Linked DNA regions of Mus musculus: regions 1, 2, 3 and 4 are each linked to region 5. The links are chromatin contacts, called in public HiChIP or PLAC-seq maps. All regions are on one chromosome and are shown on one strand. The core of a region is the stretch at or near the end of the contact, and the rest is flanking DNA. Distances in the headings are between cores, read along the strand shown. Region 1 overlaps Rgs6 (regulator of G-protein signaling 6). Region 2 overlaps Pcnx (pecanex homolog). Region 3 overlaps Rgs6 (regulator of G-protein signaling 6). Region 4 overlaps Rgs6 (regulator of G-protein signaling 6). Region 5 has its middle 6.0 kb from the start of Gm30966.

Region 1 (2,700 bases), core at 83-2,582, 520 kb before region 5:
CCCATCCGGGCATGCTAATGTGTGATGGCTGTTCTTGTCAGCCTGGTTCTATCTGGAATTAACTAAAACCCAAATGACTGGGTGAACCAGTAAGGGACTTTTTTTTTTCTTAATTAAAGAATTTGAAGTGGGGAAGACACACTTCTAATTTGGAACTTTAAGATAGAAAGATCCACCTTTAATCTGGGTCACACATTTTGCTGACAGCCTGTATAAAGAACACGGAAGAAAGCTTGCCTCTTTCTCTGCCTGCTTGCCCTTGCTCTTCCTGGCAAGTTCATTGTCTCACTGGCATTAGAACTTACTTATTGGGATTTTGGGATACACTGAAAACCAGCAGAAACATCCAGCTTCATGGGCTGAACAACCACTGGATTCCTGGACCTTCCATTGGTAGACAGCCATCATTTGACTAGCTGTACCACAGCCCACAAGCCAGTCTAATAAGTCTGCCACATATATGAATATATATATATATATATATATATATATATAATGTATATATGAATATATAGTGAATATGTATATGTATTCATGTATATATTTGAACACATCTGTGTATAGTGTACCTGTGTACATGTGACCATACCTGTGTACATATGACCACACCTGTGTACATGTGACCACACCTGTGGATATGTGACCACACCTGTGTACATGTGACCACATCTGTGAATATGCAGCCATGCACATACAACTTTGACAAGTCTGTAGTCTCTCAGTCATAGAATCCTGAAAACCAATTTTATTGTGAAATACATCATCAGTGTAAACAAAAAAAATGTAAATAGAGATGTTTTAAAGTTATAATAAAATGACCACTATGCTCTGATTTTCCAGAAAAATAAACAGCCCGAATACCTCTGAGATCTGGCTGCATCTGCACCTTACTACTTTTCTGCTTTTCCTACAAGAGCTAGCTCACCCATCCAAGTTTTCATTTCTACTTCTCAGCCAAATACATCAGAGCCCTTAAGTATCATATTACTTAATTTTGTCTACTTTTGAATGCCATGCACATGGTTTCATGGTATGCATCTTTCTTATGTATCACTTCCTACTTTGTTTCTGAGTTGTATCCTCCTAAGGAGTAGCTCTTGGCCTTCATGGCTGTGTACAGTCTTACTCTTTGCCTGTGCATTTCTCTTTTGTGTCCACAGCCAACAGCCCAGCCCAGATTACCCCAGATGTTGCTGACACGAAGAGTTGGGGTTAAGTAAAGTGTCTCTAAACACTCACTCAGAGGCTTCCCTGGGCCATAGCATGTCCCTGGTAATGAAAACAAGAACTCATGAATATTTATGAGTTTTATGTGAACAGCTACTATCACCACGTGGTGTCTAATGAGGGCTGCCAATTCACACTCTTCTTAGTCACAGATTAGCACGTCTCCCATACACCTTGTGTACTTGGCACAGTCAAAGACATTGAGTTTTTTCAGCTTGGCAAGTTGAAATGGTGTCTTTCCATAGGTTCAGTTTGCATTTCTGAGATGATTGGTGCCATTGGACAAGTGGTACGTTTGATGGTGACTTACATTTCTTCTTCTATAAAATGTTTGCCTGTGATTTTTGTCCATTTTCCTATGATTCTGTTAATATCTCAATTTGTAGGAGTCTTTCATATATTCCTGACCCTAATGTCTTGTTACACCAGGTTATGAATGTCTTTTCCAAGTCTGTGGCCACTTTTATGTTTTTTAAAAATGATATTTTATAATAAATGTAGGTTTATGATTTAATAAGCTCTATTAGTTAATACTATAACCCAAACAGTCCCCAATAATCCAGTCAGAGTCCATAGATTGTCAGCTTTTGCACAAATACTGGGGGATTGTCACTTATCTATATTTCTGTTTGCTAGACTGTTAATTCCCCACTGTGCTCCCTAAATATTTGCTGTTTGGATCTTGCCCTGGTTACTTCTGCTCCATTGGTCTGTCCTGGGGATGCATTCCACTCAGGCATGTGCTCCTCGTCCATCACTCTAATAGAGACCTCCTGTTCTCTCTGTCTTTTTCCTCCTTCACTCTCTCCTTTTTTCCATGGTCCCTACCTGCAACCCCCAGTCCAGTAACTGAAACTCCCTCTTTTCTATTCTCCCCAATAATTGGCTGTAGCCACCTTTATTTAACTAATACTTTTATATTGGGGAGGAAAGTTTGCATAGCATCAGTCACTTGGTGCATGTGAGGATCTACTTGTCCCGGGCAACCAGATCTTGAGGGTCAGTATTTAGCATTTGAATACACAGCAACACCAGACCAAACCCCCAACAGAAGCTCTTAATTTTTACCAATGTCTGAAAAGTATTAAAATATGGATTTTAATATCTGATTTGATTTGATTCATTTTAAAAGGCATATATAGATGGGCATTGGCTGTTCTCTTCGATCATGCCAGCCAAAAACGTGCTAACCCATCAACTGCTCTCAGCTTGTACGCCTTTACTTCACAGTATTTCTGAAATCGAGCCTGGAGAAAGATAGGCTGCTTCTGTTTTCTTGTATACTAATTTGTTGTTGCTGCTGTTGTTAAAGGACAATTTGTTACATATAGCATTCCTAGTTGTTGCTTTCATCAAGGAATTTGAAGATTTTCTTCCTCTGTAGTGTGGTGTAGCTTCTTCCATTTTTACACAGAAATCATCTGTGTAATTTTTGTTTTTGTTGGTTTTTGTTTGTTTTATTTCGAGACAGGG
Region 2 (2,700 bases), core at 1-2,500, 540 kb after region 5:
TTTTAGTGTGTGTGTGTGCGCACAAAATGAATCTCTCTACTCTAGCCAATCCACTGTCATAGAGCTAACGGGCAATTCTATGTGATTAGTACATTATGCTTGCAGATTTACAAACCCTTTGTTACCAGGAATCTTAGGGTTATATGGTGATTGGAATCATACTATAACATAATGGATCTGCATCTAAAACCTGCCAACTGAAAGCAATAAGGAAGGAAGGATATATGTGGAGCTCTGAGGTTGTCTGTGCAAACCTTGGCTGGCTTTTTTCTTGGTCACTGAGGATCCAAAGCCAAGTCCCCAGCTTGACTGTGCACCGCACTGCACCGCACTGCACCGCACTGCACCGCACTGCACCGACTGAATCAATGGTTCCAGCCATTGATTCCCTTGGATTCCTACTTCTCCATATGACCCAGGTTGCCTGGGCTCACATTCACAGTGGTTTAAATCAATCTAATAAAAGAAAATTTCGCTGTTAACTAAGAGTCACTTGAGAGCATTTACTCTCAGTAGAATTGAATTCTACTTTATTTTTACTCAAATATCTTCCTTAGGAGACTTCCTACCTCTCAGATTACAAACTCAGAAGGAAAAACTTCTGCACTTACAGTGTTGTACTGTCTTCTCATTGCAGTTAGGAACTGCCTGCTACACATGGCAATGCCCTAACTCTCTCACATGGTCATTCTGCAGTTTCTGAAGTTCTGCAGTTCACGCTTACCTATCTGTTAACACCACTCCATGGTCCCAAGTTTTGCAAAATGGAAAGGAAGTCAATGAGTAAATAGCATATCAAGTTTTAGTAAACCTAATTTTGACTCCTTATTGCCATATAGTCCTCCAACTGACACATGAACTGGATAGTCACCTTTATAAAGAAAATCCCATGTAATAGGGCTCGATAAGATCAGAATGAATAAAGGCTTTCAAGTGAGTCTTACTTAAGAACAAGACTTTCTTTATTAACTTAAACCACTGTGAATGTGAGCACCGGAAACTTGGGTCACACAGAGAAACAGGAACCTGAGCGCATGGGCTGGGAGCCTGGCTTCAGTCAGAGCTTCACTGACCAGGCTGAGGACTGGGCTCTGGATCCTCAGTGCCCAAGAGAAAAGCCAGGTTGGGTCCACACAGACAACACCGAGCTGAGGAGGGAACCTGGGTCCCTGGAATTCCCTGGCCGTCCATTATGGCACATCAGCAGCAGTTCAGTGGGAGACTCTGCCTTGAAAAGTAAGCCACCTAGTATCTTCCTCTGGCTTCTACAGATATGTACATATGCACATGGTGGGTGAGTACACTAGCGCACATGCATGTACACACACACACACACACACACACACACCTCTGCATAAAGAAATAGGTTCTGAAGTAGCATAATATGCTAATGCACAAAGTATGTCTTAGGGTAAATTTGCTACAACTGAGAATTTAAAATATGCTGCATTTCCAAAAATTAACTTACATAATTTATGAGTATATTTACAGATATCTTAATAGATAATGAAATATTTTATAGTTATCAGTCACAAGAAGAGCCATGCTGTCCTGAGGACATTACACTTAGGATTATAATAAATCCTATGACAAGAGATGGACATACTGCAAAATGCAGGATACTTCAGAGCAATAAACGTATTAGAGAGCTTTCCTGTGTATCACATATTCAAATAATTTTTAAAAATTAAGGTTGTCTCAAAAACCACCTAAAATTCGTATTTTTCCACATGGTATTTCTGGGAATAATAGAAACATCCAAATTATTATAAGAGAATATTAGTTATAAGGAACAGTTATTAGCACATTAGCTGCCTATTAGTAGTAGATATGCTCAAAATAAAAAGTACAATGAAAAGAAAGAGAAATACAGAAAGAAAAAGTAAGTCATTCTCTTAAACTCGGCAAACAAACCCAATAAACAGTGCCTGATGCATAGCTCCAATAGAAAGCCATCTCAGGAAAGGACCGCAATCACTCTTACCCACTGACTGTCAATTACAAGTTTCCAACCACAGAGATTACATCAGGCCTGCATACCAAGTTCATCGTGCAAACTGCTACCGCCTACGGCAGATGCATGGTCATGTGAGGCTTCTAAGTGGACACTCCCTTTTCTCACCAGCAAGGAGGCACTAGCACTGAGCACTGCAGCCTGGGATGGGGGGCGGGACTGGACCTTGACCTGGGCTGTGGACTGCTGGCCTTGCTGACCATCTTGAAGGCTAGGAGAGAACATGGAGTGGGGAGACATTACAGGGAAGAAAAGAGAAAACAACAGCTAGAGTGAAAGCAATACAGATCACAGATTTCAAAATGACACTTTCAAATCGCCCAGGAGCCGCCATGGAGCTTCGTACAGTCACAGTTTACACTTGCTCTCGTCCTTACCCATCCGACTCATAGAGGAAAGCAGTGTGTACTCAATAGGGAGGTTAACTGCCAATCTGCAACTTTCTTCCAGCTCAACCCGACTAGATTCTAGAGTGAAGAAGAGAGCAAGGAGTCCGGAGTGTGCTCAAGTGAGGTGGCTCGGTGCTGGGCTCCGACAGGTAAATTTTACCTTGTAATAATTTGCTGCTTTCCCTCTAATGTTCTAAGATCTCAGATTCAGATACACAATAAAACAGTTCCTACACACGCGAAAAACAAAGAATCTCTATCAAATGCAACCAAAATACAAAAAAAAAAATAACACAA
Region 3 (2,700 bases), core at 149-2,648, 540 kb before region 5:
GAACCACTGCTTGGCAGAGGCTGTGAGTGCATGGGAAACAGATTAACTTGCAATCATTTCAGCCCGCCACTGGCCATTTGCTAAATGGCATGGTTTGATATGGGAGTGTCCTCTTGCCCCTTGTTGGCGCCAGCCAGGCTTCTTATCAGGATGGTGTGACGGCTGAAAGTCACCCAACCCCTCATGACACACATCTTTCTCAGCAGATTTGCCCTTCATCTGCTGAGATTCAAGGACACAAGAAGAGAAGAAAATAATGAAATCAGGTAAGGAGAACTGCAGCGTACTGAGACCTTCTCTGGGGTCCAAGCTCAGCGACAGAAGCGTGATGTTGACACAGCATCTGCCCAGTGTTTCCCTGACTTCAGAGAATTCCCATGGAAGTCCTCTCTTCAAGACCTTGTTCTGATTTTCTTCTTTCCTTTCCCAGTTCTGTTTCCTGATAAAGAGGCTGTTTGAAGTTCAACAGTGGCAATGAACGACCATATGACCATGTTATGTGTGTCCTGTAGATGTCTCTGATGCTGCTGGTGGGGATTGGGGGGCGGGGGAGAGGTGGGGTGGGGGTTGTGATTGGAAGGGATAGCTTCACCTGTCTTCCTAACCTCAGGGCTTGACTCACCTACGATGTAAACCATTGCTATGGTGAGCACAAACCTTCCGTGCAGAAGGAGGGGCTGTGGAAGGTCCTCCCCCGTTCAGAGCACCGTGGGTACTGAGCTCTCACAGGCAGAACGAGGAAGGCTGTCAGCAGAGTGGCATTAGATTGTTTTGAGTGCAAGTGTGCACTCCATGGTGTTCTGAACCCCATCTAATCTGGAGGGCTGTCCCATTCGTAAATCTTTTAGCATTTAAATAAACTTTGCTAAACTCATTTCATCTAAAATCATTTCTCTTTTACCAGGGGAAAAGATTCATTTATCTGTTGGATTCTGTTAACCTGAGTCTTTTGACTCTGAACTGGAAGGACCTCTCCTTGGTGTCTGTGTCATTAATTTTAAAGGATGTCACTAGTTTTACAGAATAGACCCAAGTGTAGCCTCAACATATGTGAATTTAAGACTTTGCCCCAGCAAAGCAGGAAGTCACTTTGTATTTTATGCTCTTCCTTCAACTACTGAACTATTCCCAGTTGGTATGTACCAAGGACTCCAGAGACTCCTGCTGGCACAGGAAGTGTGGTCTGGATGCCACAGGACAGGTGCCCTGGGACAACCCAAGTCTCTAGGCATTTAAATCCTTTCAATTGACTATAAAATGTCTGTTTATTCAGCTTTTTATGACGTCAGCAGAAGCAAGGAGCCAATTACCTAATGCACCTCCCCCGTCCTTATCATTACACTGTGAGACTTAACACACGGGATGACTCTGATACTCTGCGATTTCCTTGATGCTGGCCTGACGCAATATCTATTTTGAGAAACTAAACCCTCAGTCCACAAAAAATGTCATTCAACCATGAACTGGCCTCAGGGACCTTTTGCCTTTCATTTGGCGACAGTCCAACACAGCACAAAGTAAGTACGAGAAAGATGCCATCAAAAGACCACCAGATATGCCTTGCAAACGTTGTCTTGAGAGGGCATGCTGGAATCTCATAACATGGTCCTTTGGGTTATACTAGTATATAATTATAAATATTGAAGAAGATCACTAAAAGGGGGGGGGGGCTGGAGAGGTGGCTCCAGGTTTAAGAACTCCTCCAGAGGACACAAGTTCAATTCCCAGAGTTCTCAACTGTCTAAAACTTCAGTGCCAGAAGAGGGCGTCAGAGCCTTGACAGTTATGGTACTGCATGCACGTGGTGCACAAAGATGCAGACAAAACACTCAAGCACATGGGGCAAAGCAAATAAATTCTTTTTCTTCCTTCCTTCCTTCCTTCCTTCCTTCCTTCCTTCCTTCCTTTCTTTCTTTCTTCTTCTTCTTCCTCCTCCTCCTCCTCCTCCTTCTCCTTCTCCTTCTTCTTCTTCTTTGTAAATAGGACTAAACCCACAAAATTGGAAAAAAAAATAGAGGGCTGATGGGATGACTCAGTGGTTTAAGGCACTTGTTGATAAGTTAACTGACCTGAGTTTGACGCCTGGGAGCCAGCCAGTGGAAGATGAAAACAGATTCCAACCTATATAAACGTGCACACACACACATACATAGTAAGTAAACACATGTAATGATATTTTTTAATTAGCAGAATTTGCAAACTACCCAGGGATCTGCAAAGCACTAGGATCTGCAGCTCTTTGTCTGCAGCCCCAGTTTTTTCTAAAATATGTCCGTTTGAACTGGTCTTCAGGAGAGAGGGCTTTGCCAAGTCTGCTGAAGTAATAGCAAAGGACTCTCCAAACACCCTTCAGAGACTGGGCACTTCAAGATGGCCAGCAGCTCGAGGCAGCTTGTTTAAACTCAATCTGAGCAGTGTCTTTTAGACTACAGGGAAGAGTGACTCCATCCTGAGAAGCAGAGATGGACACAGACACATACACACAAGATACACACACACACTCACAAACTAGAAGCAGAAAGTGAAGTAAGCCTGAGGGTCTGAGTTGGCCATTGTGTCATGTCTGGGCTCCTTTTCTGCCTCCTATTCAAGAGGCTGTCCCTGATGTCACAACAGGCTGTCCCTGATGTCACAACACAATTGAACACAGTTAAGAGCAACGGTGATAGTGATAGCACTCTTGGGTGATAGTGAGGTCAG
Region 4 (2,700 bases), core at 114-2,613, 570 kb before region 5:
CCAAGAGCAGCTTAGCTCACACAGGAGTGTGTAGAGAGCAGGGGAATCCCTGAGGGAGTGTGTATTATTGATGTGCCAAGGTCCCCAGTAGCTCAATTCTGTGGAGCTGGGAAAGCCTTCTTCCTGACGAGGCTCAGAAGCACAGCAAAGTCTTCTTTGTGGGGAGGGGGCGGTCCAGGTCTAAACTTCCTTTCTTAGGAGTTTACAGATGGAGACAGTCCCTTACAGAGATCTCTTACCGAGACTAGCTATCACTGCTCCCTGGGCGATACGTAACAAACACAGAGAGAGAGAGGATCTGGGTCGCCAGGGTGGTCAGTGCAGCTCCATCAGAGTACACACAGCCCCACCTGACCCAGCTTTTGGGTACTGATATCTCTGTGTTGGTTCTCATTCGTTTGCCTCTATAGTCAGGATTTTAGGATCCAGGCCTCCAGGTACATCACAGGCATGCAGGAACCCAATATCTGCAAGATTCCAAATATCTGATCTACCCACCATGTCACCCGAAGATTTCATTTTACACAGACCTCTAAACATGGCTTTATCATACTTTGATAGAAAATGGGTTCAAAGGAACAATATTTCCAGATCTGAGTCGAGAGCAGGTCTGAAACCCTGGTGTGTGTGTGTGTGTGTGTGTGTGTGTGTGTGTGTGTGTGTGTGTGTGTGTGTGTGAGGGAAAGCAGGCAGGGGAGGGTAGATTAGATTAGCAGGCTAATCGCTGCCTGGCTAGCTTCCCAGACAGGTGAATGAGATCCAACAGAGGAATTTACTGAGACACTCTTTTTTTGAGAATCAAAAATTTCAGACATTTGATCATTAGACTAGAAGTGAGATCTCTGATGGCGGGACAGCCTGGACCTTTGGTGTCTGATTTCTGTGTGGCTCAATGCCAGTGCCTTGGCGCTGCCAGGGCTTTACCCTTGTCCTCATGGGCTTTGCCTGGGGTCAGCCCTCATTGACAATTCCATTTCCTCACATGTCAGCCTCTAAGGCAAGACTAGGAAGCTTCCCACCCGAGCTTCCGGACCACATCTATGAGCCGAAACTGGATGTAAAAACACTTCAATCCGTTCCCATCCTTTGAGAGGGCGTTCACTTGTACCTCCGTGGGTACGTGTGTGCGCATGCTCATTTTCCCCCCACATCGCAGAAGTTCTGTTATTTGTTCTAGGAAATGCAGAACAAAACAGACATCAGCTAAGAACTGTAATCCCAAACTGGGGGTGGGGGAGAGACACTAACCTGTTCTTTTTTTTTTTTTTTTCCTTAAAGAAAAATAGTTCTTTTCTGTGGGTTGCCTGGAAACCGAGAGGCTTCCAGGATCACTCCGACTCTCCCCGGGGCCTGTGGATTATCTTTCCGCTGAGCTTGCTCAGCCATTATTTATCACCTGCCAAGATTGATTGCTCACTCTGGGACAATGACAGCCCTTCCTTTCCCCTGTTAATTACTGTCATCATTAATATCCATGTCACTAATTAGTATTCATTCACATTGAAACTCCTTCCCTGCTCTCCTACCCACCCTCCCCAGGCCCCAGGCCCATTGTCTGGATTTCTAACCCTCTTTGGCACTCAGTTTCTGGTCCAATTTTTCTCTGGCTCTACCAAACCCTGGTCACCTTCACTGAGCTAAAGGATAGCAATTAAGCACTTTTCTCCTCCCACTAACACTTTGGGGACCACAGAGCTGGGTTTTGTGTCCTGGTATAGTGACACTGGCAGTTGCCATGTGGGGATTAAGCTGCTATTCTTGGCTATCCTGGGTAAGGATACTTTATCTGCTGTTCCGTCACTGTCTCTCACACACAGTGGGTACCATTCTGTGGCCTGCGGCAAGCATGCTGGAGGATGCTTAGGGATGGGTCCGCTTCCCCCTCACTGCTTTTTAGGAGTGCTATTTCCTGCTTCTAAGGACTGACTGATCCACAAATGGCCTACCCCAGCTTTGGGGCTGGAAATGAACCACTGTGGTTCAGCCCCACAATAAGCAGGAAAGGCAAATATGTCATAATATTATGAAAGTGCTCCAACTAGGCATGTTATAGCCAGATGGGAACAGTCCACACAGCAACGGGAGCAAGCATTTGCTTTTAATTTTTCCTCTCTCTCCACCAACTCCAGCGACTGTCCTTTCCTTTCTCTCCACAAAAGAATTTGAAGAAGATTCATTTCTGTTTCATCGGAAAATAACTGCTGCCTTCTGTTTCCACTGTTGGTTTTTAGAGCTTACCTTTGTAAGACGCCCTGCAGGGACTTACAGACTGATAACACGGCACAGTGTAACACACACAGCGGAGTTACTCTGTTCCCTAGAGCCCAAGACACTGACCTAGAAGCTGTCTTCCTGAGGCCAATTGCATCTCTCTCTCTCTCTCTTTCTGTGTTATGTACATGCTATGTGGGTGCGTGTACAAGTATTTTACACATGCATTTGTATGTCAGAGATGAATGCACACACCTCCTTCAGCTACTCTTTACGTCATTCTTGAGACAGGGCCTCTCTCTCTCTCTGTCTCTGTTTCTGTCTCTGTCTCTCTCTCTGAGACAGGATTTCTCTGTGTAGCCCTGGCTGTCCTGGAACTCACTCTGTAGACCAGGCTGACCTCAAACTTGGAGATTCGTCTTCTTCTGCCTCCTGAAAAGTAAGGTTTCTTATTGAATCTGGAGCTCATCTACTCAGCTACGCTGTCTG
Region 5 (2,700 bases), core at 35-2,534:
CCCTGGGTTTCAGAGACACCTGGTGTCTCCTTTCACACCTTATGCCCATGGGTGATCCTTGGGTAGGCGCTGTAAAGAGTGGTGTCCCTCCTGCCCAGGCTGAGTGGCCTCCATGAGCCTGTGCTAGGCCAGGCATGGAGAAATAAGAAGGTATGAGAATGGCCCAAGCTCAGAAGGGAGACAGACCTTTTCAGGTTCCTACAATGGTCACAGCACTTGGGGGGCTGGGGAGGTGACCCTTGAACATCTAATAAGTGAGCAGGGGACTTCAGGCTGGGCATCTCCTTTCAGACCCCCCAGCTCCTATGTCGGAGCAGGAGGGCAGGAGACCATTTGGGTAGCTACCGAAATTGGACTCTCCTTTCAGCTTAGCCACACTAGGCTGGGTCTGGAGCATGAAGGGAGGGAAACAACGAGACATTTCTTATGCCCATTTTATTCATTATAGCAAGGATCTATGTAGGCATATATTTTTCACAACCTACTTTAATAAGAGTTCGACTTCCCCTCTAGCAGAGGTAGTGGAAAAGAAAGGTTATTAGGATAGGGGTGAAGTGGACCTCTTTAGAAATAGTTCTTTGGGGGCGATTCCCATCTTCATTGTTTTCTGTCAACTAGCAAACACCAAACATAAATCAGCAACTGCAGTCCAGTCCAGTTGGCAGGCAACACACCGGGAACAGCAAAGGCAGTTCACTCCAGGGGATAAGGTGAGGTTTGCCAATCGGCCAAGTCCAGTGACCAGAAGTCGCAGGACTCTCACAAGAAGTTATTTTGGTGGGTTTCTCTCTATGAGGTCACTACAAGCGAACTTCAGCAATGCAATGGAAGGTGAACCAATCTATGCGTGTCATCAGCGAAGGCTTGCAAGGCAGTGGAGGCAAAGCAGCTGGCGCTCCCACTCTCTGTGGGGCCATATTTATATTCTTTCTAAACATTGGGCATCCTTTCACCTGTTTGCTATAGCAAAACATCCTCTCACCTGTGTCTCCTTCATCAAAACATTCTCTCACGTGTCTGCTTTAGCAAGACATCCTTTCCCCTGATTGTCCCAGCAAAACATTATAACCCAAGTCTTCAAAGAAACCAGAAATTTCCACTTTAGATCTACTACATACATGTAATGAATCCTGATGCCTGACCCTTTTCTCTCCCCCTCGTTGGTTTTTCTTGTTTGATTTGTCTTGCGTTTTAAACAAGATCTCCTCCTCTGTAGCCCAGGCTGAACACAGCCTTAACCAGATCCCTCCTGTTGCAGCCTGAGTGCGGGAATTACAAGCATGCGCTGACGTCACCCCTGCTTTCCTCCAATCATGGAGAACCGCATCAGCGGCTTCATCGACATCAGCGTTTGATGCCGCTGGACCGCCTTTAAAGGAAGGGGTAGTATGTGTTTCTGCACCTCAAAGCCTAGCAGTCTATCTAAGATCACTCTATGCTTTCTGACTTCCCTGCCCCATAATTCCCAGGGGCAGCTTTCCAACGGCTTCCCTCCGCAGTGATGTTGAGGTTTACAAAAGCTGGAAGTGCCTTCCGGGGGGTGGGGGTGGGGGGAGGAATCTCCACAGAGATTCTTTCCTTCTTGCCCTGGAGCAGAAATAACCTATCACCCCCACCCCCACCCCCACTCCCTCCCCGCCACGACTCCCTTCCCTCCTCCCCGGTTCACACAGCAAGACCTCTTTTTTCTCCGCCCTCTAGAGTTTCCACCACCAAAAAAAATATTTTTTTTTAAAAAAGATGCAGTACTGAAGGGGTCAGTTTGGCCAGTCCCACTCCTTAGCGCAGACTCTGATGGGGCTATGGTACTTCTTGAAACTGAAAGCGGGAGAGACGCCTGCTTGTAGCCATTAAGGAAACAGCCCAACTGGCTTGGATGCCGGCCCAAACACAGACAGCAGAGGACGCTCACAGCATGCTGTTAAGCCTGCACGGGTGCAAGTTGGTGCTGGGGGACGTTCTGGCTCCGGAAAGTTCAGTACTAAAGTGAATGGCTACACACATACCCATGGCATCTTCTCTCCTTGGCCCCTCTGTGATTTTCTCCTAAACTCACAACCTACATCGCTATCACATGCCACCTTTTGTGTTCCTGACAAGCAGCCTGGAAGCTGGGGACATGAACTTCGTTTCTAATTTTGTAGAGATCTTTCCTCCTATGAAACTTCTCTCCCTCCTCCTTCTGAACTTTGAACTGTAAAACTGTCAGAAGAGCATGGGGTGGGGGGGGGGGAATTCCGCTGGGAGCGGAAGTCTCTGAGCAGCAGGTTTTGGTAATGAGGCTACTCACCTCTTTAGTGAGCTATCTAAAGAGACCTTGATTTTGGTTTTGGCTGGTGTAGAGGGGAGTCATTTAAGTAAATCTAATTGACTCTTTCTTCTCCACCCACCCACCAAAGGAAAGAGGGTGACCCCAACTCATGCCTCAGTGAAGCCCGTGAGTTACCGTCCTTTGCTGGTTCAGCCCACACAGAGGAACTGCTATGGGTCCCACGAATACTGCACATTCACTCTCAGAGCATCACAGAGTCTCTGCCCCAGGTTTAACGGGATGCTAGAGATCTCAGCAGCTTGCTGAGGTGGAGAGACCCACCCTGGATAATGTTCATCAAGGGATTCCAGGTCTGTCTCTGCCTTGTCCCTCCCAACAAAGCCTGGACTAAAGGAATGGGGAAAATAAATGGTGTGAGGGGGCAGGCA

The links. HiChIP or PLAC-seq counts read pairs in DNA pulled down with a chosen protein or histone mark.
Region 1: an H3K4me3 HiChIP or PLAC-seq map of embryonic basal ganglia shows a contact between it and region 5, with 5 times the contacts expected there. The contact joins two enhancer-like sites. A contact is called at or near these places in 1 of 15 datasets of contacts at CTCF or cohesin (the NIH/3T3 cell line) and 6 of 115 datasets of contacts at active chromatin or transcription factors (craniofacial prominence, embryonic basal ganglia, embryonic stem cells and 3 more).
Region 2: an H3K4me3 HiChIP or PLAC-seq map of bone marrow-derived macrophages shows a contact between it and region 5, with 4 times the contacts expected there. The contact joins two enhancer-like sites. A contact is called at or near these places in 2 of 484 Hi-C or Micro-C datasets (the N1E-115 cell line and liver) and 5 of 115 datasets of contacts at active chromatin or transcription factors (bone marrow-derived macrophages, embryonic stem cells, large pre-B cells and 1 more).
Region 3: an H3K4me3 HiChIP or PLAC-seq map of forebrain shows a contact between it and region 5, with 9 times the contacts expected there. The contact joins two enhancer-like sites. A contact is called at or near these places in 1 of 15 datasets of contacts at CTCF or cohesin (the NIH/3T3 cell line), 20 of 484 Hi-C or Micro-C datasets (the Ba/F3 cell line, the G1E-ER4 cell line, the HL-1 cell line and 13 more), 17 of 115 datasets of contacts at active chromatin or transcription factors (cardiomyocytes, craniofacial prominence, differentiating embryonic stem cells and 12 more) and 1 of 9 other capture datasets (embryonic stem cells).
Region 4: a contact with region 5 is called in an H3K4me3 HiChIP or PLAC-seq map of forebrain, with 4 times the contacts expected there. The contact joins two enhancer-like sites. A contact is called at or near these places in 10 of 115 datasets of contacts at active chromatin or transcription factors (VIP interneurons, embryonic basal ganglia, embryonic forebrain and 5 more) and 1 of 9 other capture datasets (pancreatic islet).

What each region holds. Positions count from the first base shown.
Region 1 is chr12:82,992,748-82,995,447 of GRCm38.p6, reverse strand. All of the region lies in intron 3 of Rgs6 (regulator of G-protein signaling 6), which reads right to left. Among named protein-coding and RNA genes, the nearest start is that of Gm31308, 11 kb to the left of the region's middle. Within about 2 kb of position 1,332, at least 5 of the 459 cell types and tissues checked have an H3K27ac peak or open chromatin away from gene starts, as enhancers often do. A contact at or near this core is called in embryonic basal ganglia, where this site is marked.
Region 2 is chr12:81,933,056-81,935,755 of GRCm38.p6, reverse strand. Pcnx (pecanex homolog) reads right to left here. Exons shown (of 36, transcript NM_018814.3): 8 at 2,041-2,225. Among named protein-coding and RNA genes, the nearest start is that of Pcnx, 74 kb to the right of the region's middle. Within about 2 kb of position 1,250, at least 53 of the 459 cell types and tissues checked have an H3K27ac peak or open chromatin away from gene starts, as enhancers often do. A contact at or near this core is called in bone marrow-derived macrophages, where this site is marked.
Region 3 is chr12:83,014,124-83,016,823 of GRCm38.p6, reverse strand. All of the region lies in intron 3 of Rgs6 (regulator of G-protein signaling 6), which reads right to left. Among named protein-coding and RNA genes, the nearest start is that of Gm31308, 11 kb to the right of the region's middle. Within about 2 kb of position 1,398, at least 4 of the 459 cell types and tissues checked have an H3K27ac peak or open chromatin away from gene starts, as enhancers often do.
Region 4 is chr12:83,043,499-83,046,198 of GRCm38.p6, reverse strand. The region is part of intron 3 of Rgs6 (regulator of G-protein signaling 6); the gene reads right to left. Among named protein-coding and RNA genes, the nearest start is that of Gm31187, 38 kb to the left of the region's middle. Within about 2 kb of position 1,363, at least 39 of the 459 cell types and tissues checked have an H3K27ac peak or open chromatin away from gene starts, as enhancers often do. A contact at or near this core is called in VIP interneurons, embryonic basal ganglia and forebrain, where this site is marked.
Region 5 is chr12:82,469,390-82,472,089 of GRCm38.p6, reverse strand. No RefSeq gene overlaps it. Among named protein-coding and RNA genes, the nearest start is that of Gm30966, 6.0 kb to the left of the region's middle. Within about 2 kb of position 1,284, at least 295 of the 459 cell types and tissues checked have an H3K27ac peak or open chromatin away from gene starts, as enhancers often do. A contact at or near this core is called in VIP interneurons, bone marrow-derived macrophages, embryonic basal ganglia and 1 more, where this site is marked.